Linked DNA regions of Mus musculus: region 2 is linked to region 1. Evidence: chromatin contacts called from public Micro-C data. All regions are on one chromosome and are shown on one strand. Each heading gives the region's core, a stretch centred on a gene start, on an enhancer-like site or on the middle of the called end of the contact. The rest is flanking DNA. Distances are from core to core; before and after follow the strand shown. Region 1 holds the start of Mapk8 (mitogen-activated protein kinase 8). Region 2 holds the start of Gprin2 (G protein regulated inducer of neurite outgrowth 2).

The links. A called contact is a pair of places that touch in the nucleus more often than the background predicts.
Region 2: a Micro-C map of embryonic stem cells shows a contact between it and region 1, with 6 times the contacts expected there. The contact joins the promoter of Gprin2 here to the promoter of Mapk8 in region 1. A contact is called at or near these places in 3 of 39 promoter capture datasets (the 3T3-L1 cell line, hippocampal neurons and liver) and 1 of 484 Hi-C or Micro-C datasets (embryonic stem cells).

Annotation. Positions count from the first base shown.
Region 1 is chr14:33,445,094-33,449,847 of GRCm38.p6, reverse strand. It overlaps Mapk8 (mitogen-activated protein kinase 8), which reads left to right and starts at 2,690. Exons shown (of 12, transcript NM_001310454.1): 1 at 2,690-2,833.
Region 2 is chr14:34,198,471-34,203,364 of GRCm38.p6, reverse strand. Gprin2 (G protein regulated inducer of neurite outgrowth 2) reads left to right here and starts at 1,732. Exons shown (of 2, transcript NM_183209.2): 1 at 1,732-1,955.

The DNA of each region.
Region 1 (4,754 bases), core at 1,441-3,940:
CTGAGTATCATTCATCTTGGTTATCCTACTGTATTAGAGAACAATTTGTCTTCTCACCTCTGCTCTCCTGAAGGCTCTGTGTCTTTTCATTAGCATCAGAGGGCCTCCGGGATCATCTCTGAGTTGGGGAGGTGAGGCAAATCCTGTTCTATTACAGGGCCCTGGCAATGAGACAGTAGGCACATGTATCATACCTGCTTGCTGAGGGCCTCAAAATCCTGCCTCCCACAGACAAGGGTTCTTTAACTGGGTGTTAGAAGCTCCTGTCACTTACTGGCACCATAAAGAACAGTTTCAAAACCAACCTCTAATTGAGGTACTTTTGGCAAAAGCTAGAAATTCATAGGCATCCTTCTGCCAAGGGTTATTGATAGAATGCATGCTTGCCCATCTGGTAGGAATTGCAGTTTGGCATCTCAAGGATAAGGAGAGATTTGCCAATGGAACAGACAGGGGAAGCCATAACAGTGGGTCTTCCCTAAAGTCATCCGAAGGAAAAGGCCAGGAAGAGGGTAGAGTGGTAATTTTATGGGGGAGGGGGGAGAGTGTTCTGCCCCACTCTATCCCATATAGCTCCTGAGTAAGCAACACAGAAACATCAGACTTTATTAACAAACTGCTGGCACTGTGCAGGACAGGTTCTGAGCTTTTCCAACCCCCACCGTTAGGATATTAATAATAAGGTAAATGCCCTGTCACCTGCCATCTGAGTCTGGTTCTGCTCCATGTCTGTCCTCAGCTTCTCTTGGCCATGTGCTCATGGTCCATCCTGACTCATGGCGACCTCCTTCTTCCCTCTCCTCTGTCCTCCTCTTGGTCTCTACTTGAGATCCACTCACTCTCTCTGAAGTCCTGCCTTCCTCTGTCCCCTGCCCAGACACAAGCTCTAGCCTTTTATTCACCAATCAGAGATTACTGGGGAGCATTCTTGACAGCACAATGCCCACTTTCAGACTGCAGCCTGATCTTGGGGTGCAGAACTCAGCATCTGAATACACAGTGCACAAGACCAACCCCAACAAAAGGGTGCTGTCTTTGCCACCACAGGGGATCTATACATGTCCTGCAGTACCTTTGACCTATGAACTATAAGTAGAAACATACTCTGGAAGAGAAGAAAGTTTTTAGTAAGAATTGTAGAGGGAGAAGAGGCCCACCTTGAGAGATCAAGAAAAGCATTCTGTGATAAGAGGTTTGTTTGTTTGTTTTTTGTCAAGATGTCAGTACAATCATGCTCTCCACTGCTGAAGACATACCAGGGCCTTCCCATTACACCTGTAATAAAAACACCTCCAACACAGGATTTTGTTTTTATCAGTCTTCTCATTTTGCAATGTCTTCTTTGGTGTCCCAATAGAGCTGGCCTGTCTTCAGTTTTCCCAGTCTACCCCGTTCTGGAACTCCTTGTTCGCACATCAAGTTAACTCGGACATAATCCCTGGTCAAACCTGTTCTCAAATTAGGAGGCAGCTCCTTAGAGAAGGCTTTCCTGGCCTTATTAATACATTGGTTCCTTTCATAGTTGGATGTGTCCTTAATTTGCATTTTAGTGTCGATTTGATTTGGTGTATAGTTTATTATCTTGATACCACAAGAATTCTCTATAAGTTCTACTTATTGCTAGTGCTAGTACACTGCCTTTAAGAGAATAGGCAAGCAATAAAATATTTACTGGAGAAATAAGAAATTAAAATTAAAAAATTGCTGAGAGATAAAATGGGGGGAGAATAAATGAATGAGTGCTCACATTTGCTTCATGATAGCATCCCTGGAGAAAGACCATTTTAACATGTAATGGGAACAGTCTACCTGAATTTACTCAATACATATTTGTATATTTTGGAAATCACAGTATACTACACAGGTGTAAGAGAGACTGCCCTTTATTTCCTACTGTCAAAGCAATTGTCATACTTTTTTTCCAAGTTTAATATACTGTGCATGTAATATATTTTATATAAACGTAGAATCATTCTATATGTATGTGTTGCTTCTTTCTCTTAGTGATATTCTCCGTTGTTGGCGAGAATGCCTTTGAACTCTTTAAAGTGCTAAATATATTTTGCCTCATGAATGATAGTGATTTAAATACCTTTCCATCCATTGTCGAGGCTCGTCAGTTTATCCGTGAATAGTTAATATTTGCGAGAGCCGCAAGGACTTGCAGGTAAATCAGGTAAGGCAAAAAATCTGGAGCAGGAGGGTTTGGGGGGTAAAAGGAGGTAACTTCTTCCAGGGAGCTAGAGAACATCTACTCCTTGGTGGGTGGTAGGCCCTTGAAGAGTATCTGTCAAACCAGGACTCTCCGTGGTTCAGGTGTGTGCCCTGGCACGCGTGCCTGACCTTCAAACACTAACCCCTCCTCCCCGCGAGGCTAGCAACCATGCAGGCTTAAGCTATGACTGGTGTTTCGCCGCCACGCGCCGCCACGTGCCATCGCAGACCCGCCCCCTGCTGCTCCCGGCCCCGCCCCTCACACGCGGCCGCCCAGACGCTGCTCGCGGCCCCGCCCTCAGGGGAAAACCTCCGCTACTGCAGCCCGCCCCCCAGTGTAGCCACGCCCAAGTCGCGGGGCCACGCCCTCGTAATCCGGGCCCCCGGGGCTGGCCCGCCCCTAGGCCGCTCGCCGGCGCGGAGGCGGGGCCCTGCGCGATGACGTGGGCGGGCGTGCGCGTTGACGGCCCGCGTCTCTGTTAGTCAGCGGAGCGGCCGAGGCCGGACGTTGCGGCCGAAACGCGGAGCCGCGAACAGGATTGAGTAGCGGCCGCGGCCACCGCAGGACGGCGCCGTTCTCCGCTACGGGCTTCCAGGTCGCCGTTGGCTGCACTGCCGGGTGAGTGCGCGGGCGCCGCGGCTCGGGCGGCCGCCGCTTTTCCCCGGCCGTGACCCCCTCCCGGGAACGCGCGCGGGGCGGGGGCGGCGCGGGAACAATAGCGCGGGCGGCGGGGGCAGCGGGGGGCGTGGTCCACTCCGCGCGACCTGGCTTCACCGCTCCGGCCGGCTTCCACGTCGCGCGGGGGGAAATGGAGCGGGTGGGCGGCAAGTTCGGAGGTGCTCCCGCGGAGGTCGGGCCGACGCGACCGTGCATACGTCTCCCGCACCCACGGGGAGCGTGTTTTGACTGTGGGCGGTTTCTTTGTGCGGACGTGAGTGCCGCGACGCCGAGAAGAGCCGGGTGGCCGCGAGCGCGCCGGCCTGCGGGCCGCGCCTTGAGAGGGGCGCCTGCCGCTGACCTTTTGACTTTCCCCCGCCGCTGTCCCTTTGTCTTGCGCTTGGGTTCCTAGTCCAGACAAGGTAGAACCAAGTCCATTGTAAAGTACCGTAAGGAACGCATTACATTGTTATTCCCGAAAGTTTCCCATCCCACCGGGAATTTAATATCATGTTGACTGCACAGTGTCCGGTAGTTTCTATTTTTACTTCTGAAATTAAGTGATCTTTTCAGTAGAATTCTGGTCTGCCGGTCTATTGTGTTTTGAGATCAGCTTCCACCAAGTACCTGGTCAGTTAGAACATGTTTATTTCATTCATTCATTTGGCAACAGTTAGTGCTGTATCCAGGTGGAGAAGATGTGAAGGCCAAGAGAAAGACCCTTAAAAATTAGGGTAGTATGGAACAGAATAGATGTGCCTTTAAATGAGACGATTATGTAAGGGATGTATGTTAAGTAAGGTATTTGGCTCATTTGACTGGAACTTCCAAGGATAGTGTTAGGAAGAATATCCAGGTTTGGCTTAAATATACTACCTTTATTCTTAAATCCCACCCCCCCCTTGTCAATTTTCGTATCATTGGTAATGGTTACTTCAGTTCTCTTATTGAGGCTGTTAAACTTGGAAGGTTTACTTCTGTGTCTGACGAAGTAATCAAAATGGTACTTAGAGGCCTATTTTGCATCATTTCCCCATCACCAAGCATGGAAGTCATACTCATTGGGTTGATTGAAAGACTTTTATAGACAAAAATTTAAAATAAAGCCTTAAATTCTCCACGAAGTTTCAGATGTGTCACATACCACTCTCAGTTGGCTAGATCATAAATTAATAGAGGATGTTACCTGTTAAAGACCACCAAAGGGTTTGGAATCACTTTTTCACTTCTAGGTTAACTATTCCTGATTTTTTTCTATATAGTTAATAAAATAGAGGATTATGGCTTGTGTGTATAGTCATAAAAAGTTGAGTAGCCATACTTAAAAGTCAGAGATGCTCCAAACTCTCCAAATGAAACACTTACAGTGTCTTGTAGATAAAGGGGATTTACTTGGTACTCTGTCATCAAAGTTGAGAACTTTGTCCACTTCTAGTATTTTAGGTAAGAGCTTTCTCTAGTCATGTATGAATACACCCAGACACAACAGTGATGTTTCATTAAGAATCTAGCATGATTGCATTTATCTCCCTTAAAAAAACTTATGACGGTGGGTGTGCCTGCATGATGTTTTTGTGGGGTGGGGTCACACATGCCACTGTGTGCATGTGAAAGCCTAAGAGCAACTGTGTGGGCTTCATTCTCTTCTTCCACCTTTCTGTGGGGTCTGGACATGGAACTGGGTTCCCCTGCTTCCAGGAACCTTTACCCAGTGAGCCATATTTATCTTTTTGTGACTATTATTTCACAAGGGTTTCGATGATTTAAGTTTGAAAATCAACATGTAAATGTATCTTACAAATATTTCTAGTAGTTCAGCGCTGCTTAATTTCTTTAGAGGTGCTTACTAGAAAGGTTAAATCTTAACTTGTATTTAACCAAC
Region 2 (4,894 bases), core at 483-2,982, 750 kb before region 1:
AGTTCTGTTCAGGATGCCCTGGAAGCTAGGAGCTATGGGCTTGGGCTCTGAGTCTCCTCTCAGTGTAGTCACATTTACCTCATCCCTTCTTGGGATGTAAGTGACTTCTGTGGGAAGGGACTATGAGGATGAGAAGAGTGGCAATTTCTGGGAGGGACAGGAGTTGGTTAGTGTCCCTGGTGCAGAAATCTTCTATAGACTCTTTGGACAGGATCCTTCAGGCCGGCTGTGAGTAGCAAGGAAGCAAGAACCCTCGGCCCCTACTTGTATACCCAGTAAGCGCTGCAGCGAGCTGCACCGTGGCTGGTTAGACCCAACTAGTGTAGCTCGGGCTCCATCTTAAAGCCTGGACACCTGTGGCTGTAGAAGCAGAGCTTCCACAGGCCTGTGCAGCCCTGTCAGGGTGCTTAGCTCTTCCAGGATGGCTGTTTTCCCAAACTGGAGAGAATGCTTTGAGGACCTGCTGGGAAGGGGTGACTGGAGGAAATCTAGGACTTTCTGAGAAGATAGTGAAGCCATCCATAACTAGGAGAGAGACAAAGATGGTGTTGGTTCCCCATAACTGCATGGGAAGAGTGTAAACAACCCTAGGCAAGTTGGGGCTCCAGGGCTGCTGTCAACAAAGGAGTGTGACACTGGGACTTAGTTCTCTGAGATGGGGACTCAGAAGAAGCCCAGTCTCCTCTTACCCTGTGGCCCTGGGTACCTGGGGACTCCTTGATGGTGGACTGGGTCTGGTCAGATCTAGGTGGGGTAGCTTCCTGTCCTGTGTGTCTGGGGATGCTGGAGCAAAGCTAATAGGGATCCTAGACTTTCCATGGGATCAGGCAACCCAGAATCGGTAGAGCTTTTAGGAAGGGACACAGTGGGATCTAGGGAGGAAATATCAGAACTGCAGGGAATTACAGGAAAATAGTTGAGGCTCCAGTGAGGTCTCTCCCCACTGGGAGTCACTGTGCATGTCAGCTCTTTGCATCCCTGAGGTAGGCTGCGAAACCATCCTAGCGTGGGATTGGGTCAGAGGGCAAGGGTGGAAATGGTCCTGGAAGTGGATAGACTGACAGGTTATCAAGAATGTAGACCTTGAAGGACATGGCTGAGGGTGTGACTTTGGGACTATGAAGCTGGGCAGGTACTCCTTAAGGACCACACTGCAATTGTAAACCTCAAGAACTGGATCAAGCTTGGATTTCTCCCTGAGGTGAGTCTAGAGCTGAGAGCATGCTGTTGGATCCAGCAGGCCTGAAGACTCCCTAACAGGCAAGGCCTCTAGAGAGCAAGACCTGGGGAAAGGTCTCAAGAGGTGGGTGGGAGGCCCAAGAATTGTGAGAGGTGGGGCAGGAAGATAAAGGACATGGGGGGGGGGCGGGGCCACAGGGAATGTCAATGGATTCTGGTGTCAGAGCAAGGGATTGAAAATCTCTAAGGATGTGAATTTGGGACCTGGAGGATTTGCCGGAGCTAGCCACGCAAGGCAAGGTGGGGCACGGAGGGACTGGGGCAGGACGATGGCGCCCTTTAGGGGTGGGAGATTGGAACACAGCGGCCGGCTCTGTCGGGAAGGTTGCACAAAATGGATGAGCCCAGTGAGAAAACAGCCTTGCTGGGGGGGGGGGGGGCGGGGGGGAAGGGTCAGGAAGGGGGGATGGGCAGTCTTGGGGGCGGAGCCTAAGGGAATGACATGGGCGGAGCCGAGGCAGGGGGCGGGGCCGGGACGCTGAGCCGTGAAGAGGCGGGGCGCGCCTAGGTGAGTGAGTCGCCCCCCTCAAACCCCCAGCACCCCTGCTCCGGGTACCGGTGACAGCTTCCCCTTCTGGCCCTTGGCAGCGCAGGCTCCGCGGCCGGCTGCACCACGGCGGGGCTAGACCCAGTGCGGCTCCATCTTGGCGACGGGCACCTGTGGCGGCCGCAGGAGCAGCGCTTCCGCCGGCCTTTGCGGCCCTGGAGGCGACAGGGTGAGAGGCTGGCTCAACACGAGCCGTGGTGGGTGCTGGGGTGGTGTGGGCGGCGCCCCCCTTCCTGAACCCCCGAACCCCTTCCTCACCGCTGTCTGCGCCGCATTCCTCCGCACGGTTGCCTCCCCCTTGCCCTCTCCGGTTCTCTTTTCCACGTTCCCTTTGCCCAGTCTCCGGGTTTTGTTTTTGTTTTTCCTCTGCCCCGGACCGGAGCCCATCGGCCTCCACCCCGCCTTCCTTTGCTTCTTCCCTCCCGGGTTCTCCTCTCTTCCATCCGCATCCCCCACCCTGTCCTCTGTTGCCAGCGCCCCGCCCTCTTCTGCTCAGGAGCATCCCTACCAGCGAGCTCACTGCCCCATATCCTTTGAGTCTTTGTCCTGGAAAGGTCTGTAGCCTAGATCCGAGACTTGGGTTGTGTACTTCTCCCTAAGACCACTGTGGGCTTTGCTCTGGAGATTCGGGGAAGGGAGCCCTGGCCAGGGAGGCTGCGTGGTGTGTGGTGCGTTCAGGCCTTTGACCGCAGCAGGGGCGGCCTGTGTTTGGCATGCGGAGTGCTGCTGTGAATGAACGTTCTTTCCTGCAGGTTCACACTGTAAACCCGCCTGTGCCATGGCCACAGTGAGGCGTGTGTCCATGCTGGGGCACTGTGCTGGGGAGTGCAGGTACAATCTTAGTGGCCTCCTGCAGTTGCAGTTGACCCTGAGACACATTCAGCCCACTGTTAGCACCTGAGTGAGCAAACCCTCACAGGTTTCAGGCCCTGGGACTCTTAGGCGTTCTGGGACTCTTAGGGGTTTCTCTATGGTGAGCAGGGTGGCGTCTTGGAGCTTGTTTTCTCATGCATACCCCTTTCCTGGCATTTCTCTGCCTTTAGGTTCTATGCCATCTCGATAAGGTTAGAGGCTACGAGGGACTGATTTTATTCTTGGAGCTGCCCCACCCACCTTAAGGGATGTCTCTTGCTGCGTTCTCCATTCGGCTTGTGTTCCTGTTAGGCCGTTTATTTGCACGCTGGCATGATCAAACCACTAGTTGTAGGTGGCCACACCCCTCTCTACAAGGGATTTGAGGTATCTGTAGGGGCTATCCCTACCTGGGCCTTTCAACTTCCTTATGTTAACTCTGTGAGCAGTCCTGATTCTCCTCTCACACCCTGCTCCCTCCTTTGTCGACTTGCTTGCCTTTTTGTGGCTTTCTGGACACAGAGGTTGTCATCTAAGCGCCTGCTGCTTGCATGAATGACTTAGTGTGGTCTGAGATAGGCCCTTTAGAAGCCTTCCCCAGTCCACCCCTAAGGTATAGGCTTCTCAGCTGGGGAGAGAATCAGAATTTCTAACCAAGTGGAGCCCACGGACTCAGGCTTGGGCTAGTCTGGAAGTTTCTGAAAAACTGGGGGGAGGGGGGTGTTTCTTCAAAATGGCATTGATAGTTGCTGCATGTGAGGGTGGTTGACTCTAGTTGTTGACAGTAGAACCCGAGGACAGTGACCACACGATGTCATCCACAGCTGTCACAGCGTTTGCATTAGACGCGGTGGGAGAAAGGACATTAAGGTATTACTCAACACTAGTGCTCTTGGATACCTCTGTGTGTCTGCCTTTTGTGTGGGGCTAAAACGCCTTCCCAGGAGAGAGTGTGTGGGTATGTGCATGTGAGTAGGAGTGTTTGATCCTTTGCAACTGAAGCTGCAGAGAGCTGAGAGCCGACCAATGTGAGTGTGTGTGCGTGAGCCGTATGTGTCCCTAACCACTGAGCTCTCTCTCTCTCTAGCCCCATCCCAGGATCTCTTTTGGGTAAAACTGGAACCTGCCCATGACTGCAACATGGCTTTCTAGGCATGTGTCATCCACACCACAGCCTTGTGTGTGCACATAGTCTACCAGATGAAGGGCTTCAAATGGGCCCTGGGAAACTTAAGGGTGATGATGGATGGGGTTGCCGGGAAACTGGTGACATCACAGGCTAGGATGAAGGGGACAAGACTTGGATGATGAAGCTTCCCTGTGGGGCGTCTTGGTGGCTTCCTAAAAGGTCATCTTTGCTTCTAGCACTTTCCCAGTGCTAGTTCCTACAACACTGTGGTCTCAAGTCACAGCCATGACGGAGGGGAATGATGACGTCATGCCATTAAGTTCAGCCCTTACAGCCACCCAGTGGGGTAGGGCTTACTTCAGATTTGTAGAATGGGTACAGTGAGGCTCACAGAAACCCAAGAGCAGTTGTGCAATGTGCAGCAGAAAGAAGAGCCAGTATTGGGAGCAGAGCCTCCCTTTCCTCCCCACCCTGGGGCTCCATCTCCTCAGCCTAGCCCACGTGTTGGTGACAAGGAGCTGGAACCCCCCACCCCACCCCCATATACCAGGGGTTATCTAGAACTGCTTCCCTTGGAGCCCTCCCTCCCCCGGGGCTGGTAAGTCCCTTCAGATGCATGGTGCTAAAAATTTGGGGGTACTTCTTCCAAATGACATTGGTCCTTGCTGCCTGTGAGCCAAAGGCTCAAACACACACACACACATTACAAGAGGTAATGTACATACACGTCACAGTGTGGTCTGAGCTGGCACTTTGCTCATCCTACTGGGCATGTCCTGAGGCCTAGATTACTGGGCTGGGGCAATATTGCAGCCTCTGACTAAGGGGATCTCTCTGACTGAACTGGTTTGGGAGTTTCCACAGAGCTGGGGTTTTCATTTCAGATTGTCACTGGTCGTTTGCTGTGTGCGGTGGCTGGTGAGGCTTTGAATCAGCCGTTTGCAGCCGTGGGCTCGTTGGTGTTTTAGGATTGCCCTAGGGCTGAGTGTTGTCACTTGCTGCTTGTACATCGGCGGAGTAGATAAGGTAACCAGATCAATGCATAGCTTCCCACCAGGGTCTCTGGTCACTGGTCACTCTGGGAGATGGCTAGCTCTGGGCACTGGGCAGTGTCTAGGGAGGCAGGG